4 separate regions of the Mus musculus genome follow, and regions 1, 2 and 4 are each linked to region 3. Evidence: chromatin contacts called from public HiChIP or PLAC-seq and Micro-C data. All regions are on one chromosome and are shown on one strand. The core of a region is the stretch at or near the end of the contact, and the rest is flanking DNA. Distances in the headings are between cores, read along the strand shown.

Evidence for each region. A called contact is a pair of places that touch in the nucleus more often than the background predicts. HiChIP or PLAC-seq counts read pairs in DNA pulled down with a chosen protein or histone mark.
Region 1: an H3K4me3 HiChIP or PLAC-seq map of bone marrow-derived macrophages shows a contact between it and region 3, with 8 times the contacts expected there. The contact joins the enhancer-like site here to the promoter of Sulf2 in region 3. A contact is called at or near these places in 1 of 39 promoter capture datasets (neural stem cells), 2 of 484 Hi-C or Micro-C datasets (bone marrow-derived macrophages and cardiomyocytes), 23 of 115 datasets of contacts at active chromatin or transcription factors (bone marrow-derived macrophages, craniofacial prominence, embryonic basal ganglia and 13 more) and 4 of 9 other capture datasets (adipose tissue, embryonic stem cells, liver and 1 more).
Region 2: an H3K27ac HiChIP or PLAC-seq map of embryonic stem cells shows a contact between it and region 3, with 6 read pairs. The contact joins the promoter of 1810021M19Rik here to the promoter of Sulf2 in region 3. A contact is called at or near these places in 1 of 484 Hi-C or Micro-C datasets (embryonic stem cells), 2 of 115 datasets of contacts at active chromatin or transcription factors (embryonic stem cells and stem cell-derived neural progenitor cells) and 2 of 9 other capture datasets (adipose tissue and pancreatic islet).
Region 4: a contact with region 3 is called in a Micro-C map of embryonic stem cells, with 7 times the contacts expected there. The contact joins the enhancer-like site here to the promoter of Sulf2 in region 3. A contact is called at or near these places in 4 of 484 Hi-C or Micro-C datasets (all in embryonic stem cells) and 2 of 115 datasets of contacts at active chromatin or transcription factors (embryonic stem cells and stem cell-derived neural progenitor cells).

Annotation. Positions count from the first base shown.
Region 1 is chr2:166,503,363-166,506,904 of GRCm38.p6, forward strand. It overlaps the pseudogene Gm14267. Among named protein-coding and RNA genes, the nearest start is that of Gm30908, 34 kb to the left of the region's middle. Within about 2 kb of position 1,294, at least 5 of the 459 cell types and tissues checked have an H3K27ac peak or open chromatin away from gene starts, as enhancers often do. A contact at or near this core is called in bone marrow-derived macrophages, where this site is marked.
Region 2 is chr2:165,884,434-165,887,849 of GRCm38.p6, forward strand. It overlaps 1810021M19Rik (a long non-coding RNA gene), which reads left to right and starts at 1,296. Exons shown (of 3, transcript XR_866948.2): 1 at 1,296-2,924. Zmynd8 (zinc finger, MYND-type containing 8) reads right to left here and starts at 405. Exons shown (of 23, transcript NM_001363020.1): 1 at 175-405. The coding sequence starts at 188.
Region 3 is chr2:166,154,170-166,157,346 of GRCm38.p6, forward strand. It overlaps Sulf2 (sulfatase 2), which reads right to left and starts at 1,514. Exons shown (of 21, transcript NM_028072.5): 1 at 1,334-1,514.
Region 4 is chr2:165,806,514-165,809,887 of GRCm38.p6, forward strand. Zmynd8 (zinc finger, MYND-type containing 8) reads right to left here. Exons shown (of 23, transcript NM_001363020.1): 15 at 1,006-1,416. Among named protein-coding and RNA genes, the nearest start is that of Gm11465, 73 kb to the right of the region's middle. Within about 2 kb of position 1,853, at least 16 of the 459 cell types and tissues checked have an H3K27ac peak or open chromatin away from gene starts, as enhancers often do. A contact at or near this core is called in embryonic stem cells, where this site is marked.

The DNA of each region.
Region 1 (3,542 bases), core at 44-2,543, 350 kb after region 3:
CCGTAAGTACATACAGGGTTTCCAAAGCATCCCGACACTCCATGAGAACAGGGAACCCTACAGACACATTTGTGAGAAAGTCAGCAGTGCTGATATTTCACTAGAAATCGTACCACAGGCTGAAGGCAGCCAGGCCTTACTGCCAAGGACCCTGCGTTCTATAGAGAAAACAGGCTTAATTTACCTGTTTTTAAATATTAAATTTGTAGCTCAATGACTTAACCTCTTAAAACATCATTTTTATTTAATGGGTATGGGTGATTTGCCTGCCTATATGTCTGTGCACCTCCAGAGAGCCTGCTACCTGAGGGAGCCCGAAGAGGATGTTGGATCACCTGGAAATGGGGTTACAGACAGTTGTGAGTAGTTATGTAAGTGCTGGAGACCAAAACCCGGTTCTTGGAAGAGCAGCCTTTGCTTTTAACCTCTGAGCTGTGATGGCTTGCCTCTTTATCCCAGAGAGAGAACACATGTTTTGTGTAACACGCATGACCAGCCACATTTCATCTAAAGCTCACACGCTCATTAAACCTTCCCTCCGATTCGGTGCTTGGCTGCTAACACTCCAATTGTCTGAAACTGGCCACTGAGGAAAAGACTCAACAAGAGTGGAGAGTGAAGAGAGGGGTGCCCTCCACTCTCCTGCTACAAATACAGCTTGTGCTGCAAATCCATTCCTCACTGTGAACAACAGAGGAAATAAAAACTTCTAAGCACAGTGTAAGCGGCTCTGCTGAGAGGCCAGTATACAATACTGATCCTGTAAAAGTGTGAACATGAGTCTGAAATAGGAACCGTTTGTTGTTATAATTTGTGGACTCGAAGCAGCCACACATGCCAATACACCTCAATCTAGCTGCCTTCTACGCCCCCTTTCTCACCCCGCCCCCCCCCCCCAGGGAACAGGACAGGACAAGGACGGTGGAGTCTAAAACTCTCAGAGATCATGCCTGGCCTCTGGATTGCAAGCAGCCTCCAGCCCTGAGGGGTCCTGCCATATCAGCTGCTGCAGCTGCTGCTAGAAGTGAGCCTCGCCGACCATCACCACCACCAGCAGCAGCAGCATCTGCCTATGACATGGGGTCACCACCTGCATCTCTGCCATCAAAGCAACAGGGAGACTAGAGGGCCCATTAGACTGAAGATCAGATACTATCTAGGATCTGGGGTAGGGGTCTAGGAAAATAAGTCATGTTAGTTCAAGGAATGCAGAAGAATCCAGAGCCTGCCACTTGGCCCAGTTTGGTCACCCCAGCACTGGGACTCTTGTGTGACCTCTGGTGCCTCCCCTCTGTATGGACACCAGCCTGACATCTCCTTGCAAGGCAAAAAGCCAGGCTGATGTAATTCCTCCTGCTAATTCATACAGATCAGCTACTTGCTCCCCCCCACCCTGTGTGTGTATCTGTGTGTCTGTGTGTGTCTGTGTGTGTGTTAGTATGCATGCTTATATGCTTATGAGTGTAAGTGTGTAAATGTTGTGTGCATGGCTGTGTGTGTCTGTGTGTGTACACTGTTATGTGCACGTATGTGACTGTGTTAGTGTCAGTGTATGTGTGAGAATATGTGAATGTGTCTGTGTGTATATTTGCATGTGTGCTCACCATATCCCCCTCTCCCCCCCAGACACACACAGCATGAATTAACATGAGAGATCAGGTTAGCTCAGGGCTTTTAAGCTGACAAGCAGGTATCAGACTAGTTGTCATGGAAAAGTGTGGGACCACTCGGGACACCCATATAGGAACTAGGAGGCTCTGTAAGGAGGCCCAAGAGTAACAGGCATTTCAATGGTAGCTGATATGCCTGCCCCTGAGTGTGAGAGAGAGAGAGAGAGAGAGAGAGAGAGAGAGAGAGAGAGAGAGAGAAGAGAGAGGATTCTTTTAGGGGTGGGAAAGTTCTCCCACAGTGGAAGGGCCCAAGGGACCAGACCAATATGGAGGTGGATGGCAGGTTAGGGGGTGAAGGCACATCGGGAGGGCAATGGGGAGACAAGAGAGAATGCTACCCTCTTCCTGTAGCTGCAGGAGGCTGAGCAAGGCATGAGGCTGCATGAGGCAGGGCTGGGGCCAGGGCCTGAATTACACACCCGTCACTGGCGTTTATGAAGAATGTCGCCCAGCCTCCATCAGGCCTTTTAAAATAGCCGCATCCTGCCTACAGCATGGCCTCATCAAAATGCATCTGAAACCAGTTACTTTAAGGGAAACTTGATGATCTCGTTCTGCAGATGAAAAAAAAAATCAATGTTACTCGCCATAAATAGAAGCCTCTAAAACAAAGAAACCACAGAAGTCACTTCAGCAGCATGAGCCGCTGACCACCCAGGCTGAAGCCATGCCCGCTAAGCCTTGTGAAGGGCAGGAAACCTAAGATGGGGGAAGTCAAGCCAGCCTGAAACAGTCTCTCTGCCCAGAGTTCAAGAGACAGAGACTTGTGAGGATCCATGCGGCTTCCTCCTGGCTCAGGAGCACCTCAAATCATCTCACACGGAGCACCTCAAATCATCTCACACGGAGCATCTCAAATCAATTCACATGGAGCACCTCAAATCATCTCACATGGAGCACCTCAAATCATCTCACATGGAGCACCTCACATCATCTCACATGGAGCACCTCACATCATCTCACATGGAGCACCTCACATCATCTCACACTGCTTAGAAGCGCCCCAGCTGCTCTCTCTTCAGTGCTCTCCAGAACACATTTTCCCTTTGCTGTTCAAGGCGCAGAGGTCTCAGCACTGGGCAGCGTATGCTTCGTGTTCTTTGTTGCTTCAGAAGCAGGAGAGGCGGCGTACATGAGTGTTTTCTCCACACCTGCTCAACAAATGGCTGTGCAGTAGAAGAAGAGAGGCAGGACCATCTGTCAGGACCTCAGCACACAGGAGGCTGAGGCAGGAGCATCAAAAGTTCTAAGACCAGGCTGGGTACAGACATGGTACATTTAAGTCCAGCCTGGGCTATACACTGAGTTCCAATCTAACCTGGGTTGTGATACCTTGTCTCTAATAATAATAACAATAACAACAACAATAATAATAACAAAAATTATGAATGAAAGCACAGCATGCCTGGCCTCATGTCCTCTCCCAATTATCTGCCCTCCTTATAATGTCTGTTATGAGTGTTGCTGCCTGAGGTCACTGTAGAGAGAGGCAAGAGAGGGAGGAAGCTAAGGGACCAGTCACATCTAACCTGTGGGCCGTGGTAAATAAAGGAAGAAACAGATAACATGAGACTCAAAGGACCAGACCTGCTACCAGTCAAGAGTTCTCAGGGATGCCTCTTCCTTGATGCTGGAGTATAACTTTAATTTTTTCAAATACTACTTTTAGTGATGGTTCTTAAATGCTTTAACCTCCCTTGTAGCCCACCACCCACCAGGGATAGTGGAAAAGAAAGGATACAGGGGAAGTGGACCTGTTTAGAAAGGTTCTTTGGAGCAACTCTCATCTCTGTTGTCTGGAAATTGGCAGTTCAGTTCACAAGTTAGCAGTGGCAGCTCCATCCACTAGCAAACACTTCACAGATTCCCCCC
Region 2 (3,416 bases), core at 46-2,545, 270 kb before region 3:
TAGCCATGTGACCCAAAAAGGAAAAAAAAAATCTCTCTAAACAGTCCCAAGTTACCCTAAGTGCTCTGGGGGGGGAAGTGTGGCAGAGCCAGGCTACAGAGAAATCACACTGCTAGTCCACGACTCGATGACTCGGAGGGAGGGGGGAAAAGATGGTTAAAAAGCCGAGCTTACCTCTGTGGATGCATTGTTAACTGTGTAATGTCAATACTTATAAAACATGGAGGACAGGCTCCTAGTTCTCACAGAAAAAGGGTTTGGCACTTCGGCTGATGATCTGGCCGCCTAATAAAAGCTCATCCCCGATTGGCTGCCCCGGCCAATCGGAGTGTAAAGCCGCCGCCGATTGGCTGAAACACTTCCTGAGCGATTATCTTTGTGAGGCTCGGGTGAGCAAGAGCCATCCTGTGCATAGAAAAAGACAGGCTAAGCTAGGCCTTCTGCAGGAGGGAAAACTTGGGACAGGGGCCTCCACAAGCACTTCTCCCACCCCCTGGCTCGATCCCCCAGGCCAGGCAAACCCGTGCAGCCAGCCTGACCTGCTCCAGCAAAGCCTGAAGCCAGCGCGCCACTGGGAAGGGCCCTTTTGGGGTGGGCTGGCTGACCCATCCACGCCTGCCCCCACACACAAGTCCTTCTCTAAGAAGGCGAGCAGGCCGTTTTATAGAACAAGCCAGCTTGAGTGGGTCTCAAAGGACAAAGTCGAGCTTAGGGGTGGAGAGAGCCCCAGGGAGGCAGAAGCAATAGGGACAAGGCCAGACGCAGGCCTCTGAGGGGGGCGGGGGGGGGGGGCGCGCGCGGGGAGTGAGACAGGCAGCCCGAGGGAGCCCCAACAAATCAGCAAGGGGCACCCAGGTTCCAGGGAGCTGAGAGGTGCAGCTTGCTGTGAGGTGGAGCGATCAAGTTTGCCTAGTCATGGTCAAAGTGGCTCTTGGAAAAAAGGCAGGCCCACAGAGCCATTTGCAAAACTGGGAGACCTCTAACCTCTCACCGCCACCCCTCAGCCGATCCTCAAAGACAAACCAAAAAGGGCTCTGTCAGGATGGCAAGGGAGATACCCTCTCCAGGCTTACCCTAAGAAAAGCCAAATGCGTTGCTAGCAGGCCACATGCCTCCATTTAAGTCTTCCCTCCCTCTGCTCCCTCCCCCCACCGATGAGGCCTGCTAAACCTGTCAGTTAAACAAAAATCTGACTTCCGTCTTAGTCTGTGATGCCTTCAGCTTCCTGCCTGTTAACCCTCTCTGGGACTCTGGGCCTCGCTGGGAAAAACTAGGCCCTGAGATTGTAGAAAAGGGCCTGTGGAAAAATACCAGCTGCAGCTCTCCGGGCAGATGCAGAGAGAGAGAGAGAGGGAGCTAGCTAGCTGCTGTCTCGCTTCTGCTTCCCAAGGAGGCGTGGACCTTGTGAATCCAGGGCATACAGGCAGTGCCTCTCAGTCAGAGAAGCCATTTAAATCCAGAGGGACAGAGAAAGATGTCAAACCGGGCCAGGAAACAAGCCCGTCCATTATAGTCAGGCCTACACACCCACAGGTTGGCCCTTTCTGCCACAATCGCCCCTGTATGTGTGTTCTGGGGGGAAACTGGGCCCTGTTTGGTGGGCAGACAAATCCCCTGGGCTTCGTAAGGCTTCTTGCTTCAATTTATTTCCACAGAGAACTGCTTCTTTTCGTCCCCTAAGGCAGATGGAAGGGCAATTTCACACACACAGCCTCACATTGGCAGTCCCCCTACTCCCCCCATCTCTGGCTCTGCTCCCCAGTAAAATATTAACTAGTTCCTCAGACCTGCTTAGAATTCTCCCCGATGGTGCTGGGTGGGAGACCAGTGCCTGATTCTTTCCTAAAAACTGTCATTTGTAGAAAAGGCACAGAGGAGAATCAAAAACTGTCCAAGGCTCTCTCCTATTCTTAGCTATTTTTTTAAAAACAACAACATCCTTAATTAACAAGATTCTTAAAAAAAAAAAAAAGACGCTAAATAAACACCTTTCTTCAGGGGCCGGCAGTTGATGCAGCCAGACACCAGGAGGTGGACCCAGAAAGCAATAAAGTCCCCCTCAGCTACTGAAACTAGGACTCATTCCTGCCTCCCCAGGCGTTTCCTCAAAGGAATTGAAGGGCTGAGCTGATGGCTTGCTCTCCCTGCCCCCCAAGGACAACAGATGCCCAGCAGGCCAGTGTGCACTCTCCCTGGCTGGGGAATCTGCTCTCAGGCTCCAGACCCAGCCAGGAATCTAAACACACAGTACTGCAGGACAAAACCCTGGCTTTGGAAAGGAGACAGGATTTTGTTTGAACCAGCTGAGGTCGATAGCAGCAGGGGACAACTCCAGAGCCACTAGGCCTGACAAAGGCACTCAGGACAACAGGCCTGGCTTCACCCAAAGGGAAGGGTCGGCTCTTACTGGGGAGGGAAACCTTACTGGGACCAAACAGGGAACCTGAGGCCTGATCCGGGCACCCTCCCCTTCATGTGGCTTCGGACTCTACTATCAGCCATATGAAGTATGGCTTGGGGGGTGAGGGGAGGCGACAACACACGGAGTTGCTGATAGGTCTTGGGGACACCTAACTTCCCAATTGGAAAAGAGAATACATACACAGCAGGGGAGCGCATGGATTAAAGCTTGTTGTGTAAGCGGGAGCGCGCGCGCGCGCGCGCGCACACACACACACACACACACACACACACACACACACACACACACACGTACTCCCGTGCTCTCCCTCTCCCTTTTCCCTCCCTCCCTCCCTCTCTCCCAGGCTCTGATCACTTGAACTGTTTTCTAGGGCAAAGAGCAGGAAGCTGCCGGCATATGCTGGTGACCTATTGGGGCAGCTTTGTTTGAGGAATGCTGCTGCCATTCAGGCTTGTCTGAGGTTATCTGGGAAATGTAACTGGGCTGGAGACAAGAGACAAAGGTAAGGCTGCAGACGGGATTCTGGGAAGAACACCGATGGAGGAGGAAGCCGGGAGGTCCGCCTACCAACCAAGGCTGATCCAGTGCCTAATGGAATGTGGCTGACAGGCGAGAAGCAAGGCTACTTCTCCAAGCCTGGGCTCAGGGGCCGCATCTGGGTTGCTCAGAGGCTAAGTTCATCGGGGCAGGGATTGCTTACACCTTGAACAGGGCCCAGAGAAGTGACACTGTGCACCACTCAAGGTCACACAGCTAGCAGATGCCTGTGATCTGACATGTACACTAGTAGTAACCCTGGATCGCTGAGCCTCTGGAGAAAGCCACGGGAGTGAGGCCAGGCTGAGGCCCATTTTTCCCAGGAGCAATGTTGAGCCTTATCTTCCTCTTAGCAATCCACCCTTAGGTGGGCTTTGCTTTGAGGCACAGAGCTGAGAGACATCGGATTCAACTGATGCAACCTCCCATCACAGACGAGAAGCCGGGGAAGCCCCCT
Region 3 (3,177 bases), core at 264-2,763:
GCTTCCCTGGGTGACACTCCGTGCCTGGTACACTCAGAGCGCCACAAATGCTTGTCGAATGAATGAATGAATGAACTACTACTCTCTAAACGAAGTCGCAGTCCCCGCTGCAGCGTCCCCTCCGGGCTTCTGGAGCCCGCGGCGGACGCAGGTCTGCAGGGCGATGGGTTCTGACCTGGCGCGGGAGAAGTTTTACGATTTCATTTGTCCTCCGTTCTGCGAGTTCCTAGTCCCTGCTTGCTCGGGTCCTGCCCGGACAAGCCACACGTGGTCTGGCTTCTAGCTGGCCCTCTGGATCTAAACCTCAAGGGGTCAACCGGGCCATGCTCCTGCAGCCCGCGGGTCCACGCGCCCTTCCCCGGGAACCACCGGGGCGCGGGAAGTCCTCCCCTAGCCGCCCAGCCTTGCAGACGGGGTCAAATCGGTCAGCCCCACTGAGGCCGGCCGGTACCTAAACCTCCGGGTAACACCCTCCCTGAGCCGGGCAGCGGGGACCGGCTGGGCTCACCTGAACCGTGCTCGCCCTGGAATCTGTGATCCGGGCCCGGCCCCGCGCCCCACTCACCGCGCGGCCCCCGCGGCCTCACCGCGTCTCTGCCGCAGCCGGGCCGGGCCGCGGGGCGTAGGGGACTCTGCCTTGCCGCTGCTCCAGCCGCCTCCGCGGCATCCCGGCTTCTGCTTCGCCCCGCCCGCCCCGGCCTCCGCGCGCGCCAGGACCCAGGACCCAGCCGCCTCCCGCCCCGCCGGGGACCCGGCGATTCAGCCATCGCTCCTCACCTCCGCCGCCGCGGCCGCCCCGCGCCCCGGCCCGAAGTCCCGGCGGCTCCCGGCCTGCTGCCTGCCGAGCCGGTGGCCGGCCGCGCTCCCGCCGCCGAGCGCGCACCCTCGCGGGCCCGGGGCGCACTCACCCGCACCCGCTCCCGCTCGCCCTGGGCGCGGAGTTGAGGCTGATGTGCGCTGAGCAGGGAGCTGCCGGCGAGCCGGGACCGCGCGTGCGTGTGTGCGCGCGTGTGTGCCACTCGGACCGGGGGCGCATCTCTTAGTCCACCAGACACCGGCGCGAAGTCGCGAGGGCCATGGATCAGGCCCCCGGGCTGGCGCGCAGAGAATCCAGCCTCTTTCCGCTTTTTCGTCCTCCTCCCTCCCAGCAGCGAGGAGCCAAGTGTTCCCTGAGGCGTGCGACAGCCCCGGCCCGGCGCTGCCCCTCGTAATGACACGTTAATAAATGTTTTCTTTTATCCGCTTTCACAGGGGCTCGCCCTGGTTTGCAAACACCCGGCAGCCTTAGCTGAAAGCCCCGCGCTCGCCTCTAAACACACACGCACACACTTGCCATTGGAGACGCCGGCTCGGGCCGATCCCCAAGCTAGATCGCGGGAGGAACTGCCCACGCGCCTGGGACCTTCCCACGCGTCTCCGAAGCTCTCTGAGAAATTAAGTTGAGCTCAAGCGAAAGCAGAAGCGTTGCCCAGACATGGGCCGGGAATGGGAAAGAAAGGGGAGGCCGGTTCCCTTGGTAAAGGGAGAACTCTGACTCCAGGTGGTGCTGTCTGCGCGGTTTCTGCCGTCCCCGAAGCCACCAGAGGCTTGAGGGGGCCCTGGCTGCCAAGGGTGGGTGAAGAGCCTCACAGAGCCCACCAGTAGCTTCAGAAAGTACAGCTGATGTGCTAGGGGGTTATCGACCCTGCGGTGGAACGGGGCGGGCCTCGGATGGAAACGTAACCCCTGAAAGTCTTCCAAGATGTTCATCCATTTATAGATACTGAAATCAAGACAGAGCCGTTAAGTTATTGGCCCAAGGTCAGATAGTTGGATCAGGATCTGAACCCAAGAAGCTGAGCTCCGGAGTTGTATCTGACCCCCCAGGCTGCGCTTATTTTCAAGATCCTCCTTCCCCTGGTGGGATTTTTCTAGTTTTCTGATGGATAGCGTTTGTCAAATTCACGTAGTAAAAATAACAGGGCACCGATGGAGATGCACTAAAATCACGTCCTCGCTGTTTATCTAAAATTCAAGCGGGTTGTCTGGACTGCGTGGGGGGCTCTCGACTCCGCCCATACAGTCGTTGTACTAACCCTGAACTTGCTTTCCTAAGCCGGGGGCAAGCCCCACCTTTGGCTAGTGTAGAGTCCTGGCTGGATACAGGATGTTAGGCGTGAGTATTCGCTTTCATGAACCCCCCCCCCCACCCTCCACCCCACCCCCAGGCATTCCAGTCTCAGTGCTGCATGAGAAGGGGCTGGGCCCCTGCAGCGCTGTTCATTGGATGCTTGGGGCAGAGGGCTCCCATCCTTGAGATTCTGAGAACTTCATTAGAAAGCACAAACACACAAACAAACATCAAATGTACAGTGCTGGTGCACGCCTGCAATCCCAGCTCTTGGGAGGCAAAGGCAGGAAAATAAAAAATTCAAGGTCACCCTTATCTACACACAGGGTGATTAAGACCAGTTGGAGGTCCAGGAGACCCTATTAAAACAAAACAAAACAAAACAAAACAAAACAAAAGGAAAAAAATCTCAGAAAATAAACCAATAAAACAGATAGAAAAGCAGGTGTAATCAGTTTCAACATCCCAGACATTTAATTGAATAATTAAATTGATTAATTTATATATCCTTATAGGGTCAACTCAGACAGTATTCTCGTGGCCCACATCTGTGATGCCTGCACTGGGAAGGCTGAGGCAGGAGGATCACCCAAAGTCAAACTTTCTATATAGTGATACTGTCTCAGAAGCACACGAAGCAACAACAATGTATACACTTGATCTTTTTGTATCCTTCTCTTTTTCTGCAACAGGTAACTTTACATGCTATACCCATCCTGGCTTGGGGTTCTCCTCCCAGGAAGAACAGCAGGTTCTGTGGCCAAATGGAGAGCTTTGCACCTGGTCATCACATGAAGTGTACATTCATAGTTTTTGGAGAACATGTATGCTCAGAGATGACAGAGGCTTGTACACAGCCCACAGGCTGCACCTGGCTTTGAACCACATGCCTTATTTCAGCAGTGACTTTCTAGCAGGTCTGCAGTGTCCTATTGCGGTCTGGGCAGGAAGGATGCAGAATGGAATCTGTGCCCTGTTTGCTCTGAGGTTCTAGAGAATGCTCTAGAAGTTGGGGATTTACATCAGAAAACACTAGGACCACACCCTTGCACTTCAGACTTGACTCT
Region 4 (3,374 bases), core at 603-3,102, 350 kb before region 3:
TCACTCTAGACCTGTCCAGCTTTTCAGGCCTTCTCCAGCCACCTGGCCTTGAGTCCCTGAAAGTGTCCCTGTGACTGACCTGTTACCTCACTGGGATGAGCTCTGGGAGCATGGGGGAAGGACAGAGCGAGTGTGAAGGAAGCTCCTTTGCCCCAAGAAACCAGACCCACATTAGTGCTCCTGAAGCTGGGTTCAGACAATTGAGCGGAGCCATCAGCTGCAGGACAGAGACTGGCCTCCAGCACTGAGTTCTCAGAGGCCGGCTCACCTTGGCAGGGGTTTGGAAGGAAACTGTCCCCCCTACCGATTCCTCACACTCTAAAGACTTTCCCACAAAACGCCTGGAGATTCCCAGATGCTCACAAGACATAGTCATTGCAGCATATCTTACAATGGGAAAAACTAAAAGCATCCTCAATGCCCACCAGCAGGTGAACACCTTAAATGAACTAGGGAATACTATGCAGCAGTCCAAAAGGATAAGACACAGACAGACCTCTAAAACATGCTGATGGGTGGGAGGGAAGGGGGAAAAAAAAAATCAAGAATGGTACCATTTTTGCTTTAAAAAAAAAGAAAGAAAGAAAGAAAAAAGACAATATTTTATGGTATAATATTATATGGTATAAAAACAAACGTATAGGCATGCACTGGGAGAGGCATAAGGACAACAAATGATTGTCACAGAAGGGTGGACAATGACAGGGACAGCGAATGGGCCCACATTGAGCATTCTGAATTCTACACACATATCCTGTCCCCTCTGTAAAGAGGAAACACGTATCACTTATAAAACAGAATAAAAAAAAATCTTTAAAAAAAAAAATCAGGCAAATAGTGCTAGCAAGCCAGTTTTTAAAAAAATAATTCCATATGGGATGATAAGGCCTGCGGTGACCATGACACATAGGGATGTAGGGGAAAAATTCAACAAGGGTGGCCTTTCTCCTGTTAGTGTGGCAAAAAGGGGGTGGGCGCCACAGAGAACAGAAGGGGGCGCGGTACCTTTCACAGCCTGTCTGGTCTGATATCTCGTCCCCTGGGAAGACTGAGGCTGCTGCTGCTGGCTCTGCTGTTGGCTCTGCTGTTGTTGTTGCTGCTGCTGCTGCTGGCGCTGTATCTTCTGCATGTGCCACTTTTGGGAGGACGTTTGAAACTTACTTGATGCGTTCCACACGACCCGCTGCACAGCTGGGACAGTCTCCTTCGGTAAGAGCGGCCTCTGCTTCTTCACCGGGCTTCCCGTGACGGCGGTGGCCGGTGCCGTGACTGTGACGGTAGACATCGTGCTGGTGGTGGCGGCGGCCACGGTGACCCCAGCCGCGGGTGCTTGGGTGGCTGAGCGGGTGAGTACCGGTGTCTCTGGGGGAGACTGGTTGCCCGCCGAAGTGGACGACGGTGGCGGTTTACCTATAGCTACAGCCAGGCAGGGTGGAAACAAGCAGAAACTGGATTGGCTTCCTGAGCTGGGACTTCACATGGCAGGCCAAGTTCTAGGTCAAACCCAGCAGAGGCAGACTGCCTGAAGGAATTTAGAGGGCCCCTGGAGCCCCAAGGACAAGCATGGTCTCTGCAACAGCTATGAATTATGCCTTACTGAGCACAAACTAATATCCCAGATGGAGAAGTCACAAGCCTTCTGGGGGAAGAAGAGAGCAAGACCCAGCCCCCATGCTGAGCAGTAATTAACTAGTGGCCCAGGCTGTGGGTAATGGAGACTGCCTAACTGCAGCCCTTCTTCCCCAGGAGGAGCTCTTGGCAAAAGCAACTGGCTGTCAAAAGGTGTGCACACCAAATCTACTTTCCCCTTTGACAAAGCCACTGGGAGGGGCGACCTAGACATTTAACAAAGGAATTCAGCCCCAGGCCAGAGAACCTTCTGTTAACACCTTCGGCCCAGCCTAGCCTGCATTCTGGATGTGTCTGCGCAGCCCTTCATGGATAGCAAACAATGCTGAATTTCCTATCCTACAATGGTCAAGTCTAAGCCCCCTTTTTCCCTAGACAGGCTTTCTCTGTGTAGCCCTGGCTGTCCTGGAACTTGCTCTGTAGACCAGGCTGGCCTTGAACTCAGAGATCCGCCTGCCTCTGCCTCCCATGTGCTGGGATTAAAGGCATGCGCCACCATACCTGGCTTTTTAAAGTTTTCTTAAAAGCGTTAAGTTGGGGGCTGGGGATGTAGCTCAGGGGCACTATTCGACTGCAATGACCTGGGCTTAAGTTTGGAGGGCTGTGGGCGGGACGGGAAGTCAGTGGAGAAGCTGCACAGTATACTGAACTTACTTATAAAGAGGAGATTGGGGGTGTGGGGGGAGCCTGGAGAGATGGCTCAGTACTTAAGAGCACACTGACTGTTCTTCCGAAGGTCCCGAGTTCAAATCCCAGCAAACACGTGGTGGCTCACAACCATCATCATGATCAGATCATGAGATCTGATGCCCTCTTCTGGTGCATTAGTGTACTTAGATTAAATAAATCTTTAAAAAATAAAATGAAAAAGGGAAGATGGTAGCAGCTGCAGAGGTGCCAGCTTGTACTATACCCCATTCAGGGTACTTAGAAAACACACACCAAACATGGTGGGGGGGGGGTGGCTTTGCCACCAATGGCCACATTCCTTGGTATCCTCTTAGATCCAGATCACCCAGAGAAACACCTGGAAATTCCAGATCTTGAGCAAGCTTCGGGTTACAAGAAGCCAAGGAGAATGAAGAGAAGAGTTGCCATCTCCTCTGAGGCGAAGGTCTACAGCTTAGTGAGCACCTCGCTCCTCTGAAGACTAGAGCTCCAGAGTGAGAGAGCTACAGGGAAGCGGGGCTGGCTAGTCCCTTGGCTGGCCTGACTGACATACATCAGACCCTGGCTGCCCTGGGTATAGAAGCAACTCTGAACTTGTCCATGCTAGGCAGATGTGCCTAGCAGGGTTCTAACAGGAAGCAGCTGCAGGGTGGCTTGTGCTGCTGCCGGTGACACAAATGTCATCAGGGCCTCAAGAAGGTCAGTTCCCGCCGGGCAGTGGTGGTGCATGCCTTTAATCCCAGCACTTGGGAGGCAGAGGCAGGAGGATTTCTGAGTTTGAGGCCAGCCTGGTCTACAAAGTGAGTTCCAGGACAGCCAGGGCTACACAGAGAAACCCTGTCTCGAAAAAAAGGTCGGTTCCGCTCTACTCTCCTTACTAGCTTTGTGAGGTATGCCTACTTGTTGGTGATTTTTTTGTTGTTTTTGTTTTTTTGAGACAGGGTTTCTCTGTGTAGCCCTGGCTGTCCTGGAACTTACTCTGTAGACCAGGCTGGCCTCGAACTCAGAAATCCGCCTGCCTCTGCCTCCCAAGTGCTGGGATTAAAGGCGTGCGCCACCACTGCCCGGCTGTAGAT